2 separate regions of the Sus scrofa genome follow, and region 2 is linked to region 1. Evidence: chromatin contacts called from public Hi-C data. All regions are on one chromosome and are shown on one strand. Each heading gives the region's core, a stretch centred on a gene start, on an enhancer-like site or on the middle of the called end of the contact. The rest is flanking DNA. Distances are from core to core; before and after follow the strand shown. Region 1 holds the start of LTV1 (protein LTV1 homolog). Region 2 overlaps PHACTR2 (phosphatase and actin regulator 2).

Region 1 (2,728 bases), core at 138-2,637:
GATGCTAGGAGAAGGTCCCTGACAGGCTGAACCAGAAAAACAGGAGCCTGCCACAGAAAAATGTGAGGAAAAGTTCCAAGCAGGGTACACATTTCACGTACCAACTATTAAGTGAAACCATAACACAACAGCTGAAGTTTAATAAGATTCGTCATCCTTTCTACTTCTAGTTTTGAAACCGAGTAGGGCTGGGTGGCTCCTGGGCACATAAGCCTTTCTGTGTCCCTCATTTCCTGTTCTTGGGAATAAGCGTCAGCCTCCATGACCTTTCCTGAGTTCCAAAAAGTAGGTTCAAACAGCTGCTAATCAGGGAAGGGGGTGGATGCAGATGCCAGGGAGGAGCAGTCAAGAGACAACTTGGAGTAGGGTCCCAGTCCTTCCTCAAGGAATACAGATAACAATACCTTTGAGCTCTTCCCCAAAACTATAACCCCAACAAATGGAAGATGTTAATGAAGGATTCTGCATTCCAGAAAGATTACCAGCTTTGAAAAACAACAAAAGCTTGCATCTACCCTGATCCTTACCTGTGGTCCTATTTTTCACTCCCAAACTATAAAACCAGCTCCTATGCCCTCCCAAAAAGGGGCACAGTCTTTAGGGCATTAGCCTGCTGTAAACCTCCCCTCCTTTGCCTAGCAAAGCAATAAAGCTATTTCTTTTCTCCTTCACCTAAAACTCTGTCTCCCTGTTTGTATTCAGCAACAATGGACAGGAGCCGAGTTTCGATAACAATTTCACTACCCAACCTTGATTTTCTAAAATAAAAAAGCATTACTCCAGTTACCTAAGTTGCCTGGCTTCAGGGCCAACCTTCCTGTCTCTTTTCTCAGAGCAAAGAGATGGGCAGAAACCTACCCTCCAAAGTCCAGAGAGACTAGAACCCACTCTCTGCCCCACCCCGGAAAGCACAGGTTGGCATGTTTGTGCGGCATGTCACAGGTTTGCAGACGGGGGTGGGGGGCGTGTAAAGAATAGCCCATTCTGTTCTGCCCACTCCCCAAGGAGGCTTGCTTGTGGGAGACCCACTCTGAACTACAAGGCATGCCCGGAGTGGTGAGGGTAGCCTATACTGTGACACTGGGAAGCAAGCAACTTCCCTCCATATTCATACCAGCCTCCCAGTCCCAGGCCGCAGCAGCCACAGGCACTAGAGGAACCAGCCTAGCCTCTGCCAAACCAGAGCGCCCGCCCCGGAGACTGCGAGGCTTACCATGCTGCAGCCGCGCGGTCCTCACCCCAAAAGGAGGCTACCACACTCTCGGAGTCCGGCAGAAAGTGACAGAGTACACCCCGACCGCCACCGAGGTCCAGCTACAGCCCTGCCTTTACGCTGCTCCACACATGCGGCTCCGGGAACCGGCCGGGAAGTAACGCAGGAGGCTGTGGAAATGGACCAATCGCTGAGGAGCTAAGGGTCGCGACCGGAAGTTACGCAAAACTCAGGCCGTCGCAACGATCGCGAGAAGCTATTTGGAGGTGGGGCTGCTCTCCGCTGGGAGGGTCGGGCCTTTCTGGGCAGAATTAAATCAATCCGGGAAGGAAATGGAGGGCGTTTGTGCTGCGGTGAAGTGCGAAAGGGGGGGGCCGCTGGTTAAAGGGAGACCTTGCTTTTATAGCGCCTTCTGCGGAAGACAGAAGCCGTGAAACTACCATCCCCCTTGAAAGTTGTATTCCCTACCTGTCCCCAACAAAACAAAACACGAAATGTGTATGCAGAAGGAAGGTGGGCACCCTCCGGGATCACCGAGATTTCGAGTTCCCGCTCTTTAGGGCGGGCGCGGAGCTGGTCGCCTTAGCAACAGAGTATCCTGGGGCCTGGCTATTCTAGTTCGCTTAATTAGGTCTTTATTTTCCGTTGAAAGAACTGCGTTTAAACACCCAATCAACAACCCCGCCCCCGTTGACAGTAGAAGCACTTGAACTAATAAAACACATTTTCAGAATCTCTTTGGTGTTTGCATGCCTTATCTTAGGCGGAAACTAATGTTTATTCTCTTACAAGCTCTTCCTCAAATGTTTGAAAATAGTTTAAGCAAATAGGCTATAAGCACACCTTAGCCAGCTTTCAGGCAGGTGCTGGTGCACTTTCAGGTTTTCCTGGGCAAAAGAGGATGGAAATGCATTCAAAAATTTTATCAGCAGATGGTTCTTCAGATTTGTATTTCCCCTTCCCAATTTCTGGTGTCTTTCCAATATCTGAATTATCTTGAATTATTTTTATGTCCTACCTTTTACTACTGTAAATATCTATGAAATAGTATGCTTTCATTCCAGTAAAAATTATAGAAACAATTCAGATTAGGATAACTAAACTTGTCTTGGGATAGTGCTTTGCAATGAGGATAATACAGAACACTTCTATATGCTACATACTTTATTATAATTGAGCTCCATGAGTGCAGACTTTGTTTTGTTTTTATCTGTTTTATTTACTACTGTAACTATATTCAGGACCTAGAATCGTGCCTGGCACGTGTATTCAATAAATATTTGTTTAAATGAAGTGACATTCTGGCACTTTACCTGAATTATCTCAAGTCTTATAGACAATAGTAAAACTAACAACACATGGCTTGAACCTAGCCAGAACCCAGATTGGGACTTGAACCCACAGTTTTAATTTAGAATCACTCTCCTGGTGTGTGGACTTACTGAGGATCAGGAATTCAGGGAGAGGGAAAGTGACAGGCAAGAAATAGATTTAAGAGAGAACACTTGTGAGAGA
Region 2 (2,728 bases), core at 141-2,640, 99 kb after region 1:
ACAGTAGCATCATTCACGACAGCCACGAGGTGGGAGCGACCCAAACAGCCACTGACAGGTGAATGGATAAACAAAATGTGGTACATGCATGAGTGAAACACTATGCAGTCTTAAAAAAAGGGGGGGAAGTGGTGTCACCTGCTTCAACATGAATGAATCTTGAGGTCATTACCTTAAATGAAATAAACCAGTCATAACAGGACAACTACTGTATGGTTCCACTTAGATGAAGTATCTAATGCAGTCAAATGCATAGATACAGAAAGTAGAAGAGGGGTTATCAGGGATTGAGGAGGGGGGCAAAGGGGAGTTGCTTAACAGGTCAGAGTTTCAGTTCTCTAAGATGAAAAAGTTCTGGAGATTTGCTTAATGTAAATATACTTTACCACTGATTAGCACATTTAAAAAAAGTGGTTAAGATTATAAACTTTATGGTATGTTTTTGCCACAGTTATAAAACTATTAAGAGTCTCCATTGTGGCTTCGTGGGTTAATAAGAACCCAATTAGTATCCATGAGGATGCGGGTTTGATCCCTGGCCTTATTCAGTGGGTTTAGGATCTGGTGTTGCCACAAGCTGTGGTGTAGGTTGCAAATGCGACTCAGATCCATCATTGCTGTGGTGTAGGCCGGCAGCTGCAGCTCTGATTGGACCCCTACCTAGCCTGGGAACCTCCATATGCCACAGGAGCGGCCCAAGAAATGGCAAGAAGATTAAAAAAAAAAAAAAAAAAAAATCTCCAGAACCCACCGTCACAGTCATCAGGAAGAGTACGAATACCTTCCTGTGGACCACAGGCTTCCTGGCCCAAGAACACAGTCAAAAAGGGAGGTAAAGCAGGAGAAAGTTTTGGAAGAATCAAAAATCCAGTTGTGTTTTCCAAAAGGGCTGTGGTTGGACATGGCAAGCCCAAACCAGCGCTCAGTGAAAAGCCTCATTCCGAAGGGCCCGGTTTGCTGGGGGGAGTTTACAGGAAATGTTTCCAAGAGGGGCTGCCAGAAACTGACGACAGGTAACCTTGAGACCCTGGGGTCTGGCCTGTGCCCAAACCGTTCCAGTGATCCCTCAACTGTGACCTTTGCATTTCTTTCCTGGAGGGGAGCCACCCACGGGCGAGCTAGCTATAAATATAAAGCAGTTTTCACACAAGGGAAAGAAGGGGAGTTGGGGAACGTCTCCCTTTGTTCGGGAAAAGGTGAACGGTACCTAGAAGGAATGGAGAGATGATAGTTAAGGAAGTTACGAAGAGAAATGTCTTGAGGAAGAAAACAGGAATGAAACCAAGCGTTGGGAGGTTGACAAGAGGAAAAAATTCACACAAAGGAGCAGAGAAAGCTGCTGAGCTGTGTCCAGCAGCTGGGGCCGGACAGCAGGTCGGAGACAAATGAGAAGAACAGGACACAAGAGACAACACCAGAGCAAAGAGCAAAGAGCAAAGGACAGGGCTCAGGAGCCAGGAACTTTCCCTTTTTGTTAACTCTTGTGTCCCCAGGGCACAGAACAGATTTTGGCTCATGGGAGGAGATCAGTGGTAGCAGCTTATGAATGAACAGGAAGGGATTCCTGAGTCCACCAGTGGTCCCCAAGGAGCTCTCGCTGACGCACGGGGCCGTGTGGCCCATGGGAAGAAAGGTTGTCTTTTATAATGTTTCTTAGGACATGGAGGAAGACATGCCGAGACTTCGTGAACCTTCCTCTGCTGAGTTTTAAAAACAGGAATCACTGCCATTCCCGCTGTGGTGTAATGGGATTGGCGACGCCTCTGGAGTGCTGGGATGTAGGTTCAATCCTCAGCCCCGGCAGAGTGGGTGAAGGATCTGGCATTGCTGCAGCTGTGGCATAGGTTGCAACTGCGGCTTGGATCTGATCCTGGCCCGGGAACTGCATATGTCACGGGGCGGCTCAGAAAGAAAAAAATTAAAAAAAAAAAATTGTCTTCCTTAGAAACAACCACAAGGCCCAGCTAGTCAGAAGTCCTGAGGAGGAAACAGAACATGTGGGAGGTGGGGGGTGGTTTTCTTCTCTTCTGCCTGAAGATCATGATATGCAAAGAGTGGACAAAGACAGAGCCCTTTGAACTGATGTGTCAGAGACGAGGGCTGATTTTCTGCATTGGAATGTAAGTACAACGATGCCAGGCATGGCAAGACACAGGGTCCCTTCCATGAAAAGAGAATTGCTATGCTGGGTGGAGACTAACTGAATTGGACTAATGAAGTCTAATTGGCCTTGAAATTGAATGAGGGAGGAAGAGGAAAAAACCCAGATGACAGTATAAAATCAGATATCATGGAGGACAGCAGCCAAGACAGAAAAAAACAGCAGTGGAGAATTTTAGGGATCTTTACCCCCAAGAAATGTGGACACAGACAGGTGCAGAGATAGAAGAAGAGGAATAAAACAAAGGTGACAAGGTGACGTGAGGTGGCAGCACAAGAAAGTAACTTCTGAGATGGGCAGAACAGGATTCCTGATGACTCAGACAGATCTTCTGTAAAGGGGGGGTCTAATGTCTCGGGGGAGGATGCCTCATGGGACACTAGCAGGAAAGTCTGCACCCGTGGGAAAGCACACAGAGCTGAGGGGACAGGTGCAGAGAACGTGCAGAAGTGGGTGCATGAAAGAACATTCAACATATTACTATAAGGGGTGAAACACATCATCAGGATTTGAGTTAAATGAGCAGAAATGCAATATGGGCTATAAATGGGGAACTTGCATTCCCCA

Evidence for each region. Hi-C and Micro-C count contacts between places; a contact is called where the count stands out from the background.
Region 2: a contact with region 1 is called in a Hi-C map of liver, with 9 times the contacts expected there. The contact joins the enhancer-like site here to the promoter of LTV1 in region 1. A contact is called at or near these places in 1 of 5 promoter capture datasets (liver), 2 of 47 Hi-C or Micro-C datasets (liver and skeletal muscle) and 1 of 2 datasets of contacts at active chromatin or transcription factors (alveolar macrophages).

Annotation. Positions count from the first base shown.
Region 1 is chr1:21,428,865-21,431,592 of Sscrofa11.1, forward strand. LTV1 (protein LTV1 homolog) reads right to left here and starts at 1,388. Exons shown (of 11, transcript XM_021087123.1): 1 at 1,214-1,388. The coding sequence starts at 1,216.
Region 2 is chr1:21,528,216-21,530,943 of Sscrofa11.1, forward strand. The region is part of intron 2 of PHACTR2 (phosphatase and actin regulator 2); the gene reads right to left. Among named protein-coding and RNA genes, the nearest start is that of LTV1, 99 kb to the left of the region's middle. Within about 2 kb of position 1,391, at least 21 of the 83 cell types and tissues checked have an H3K27ac peak or open chromatin away from gene starts, as enhancers often do. A contact at or near this core is called in alveolar macrophages, liver and skeletal muscle, where this site is marked.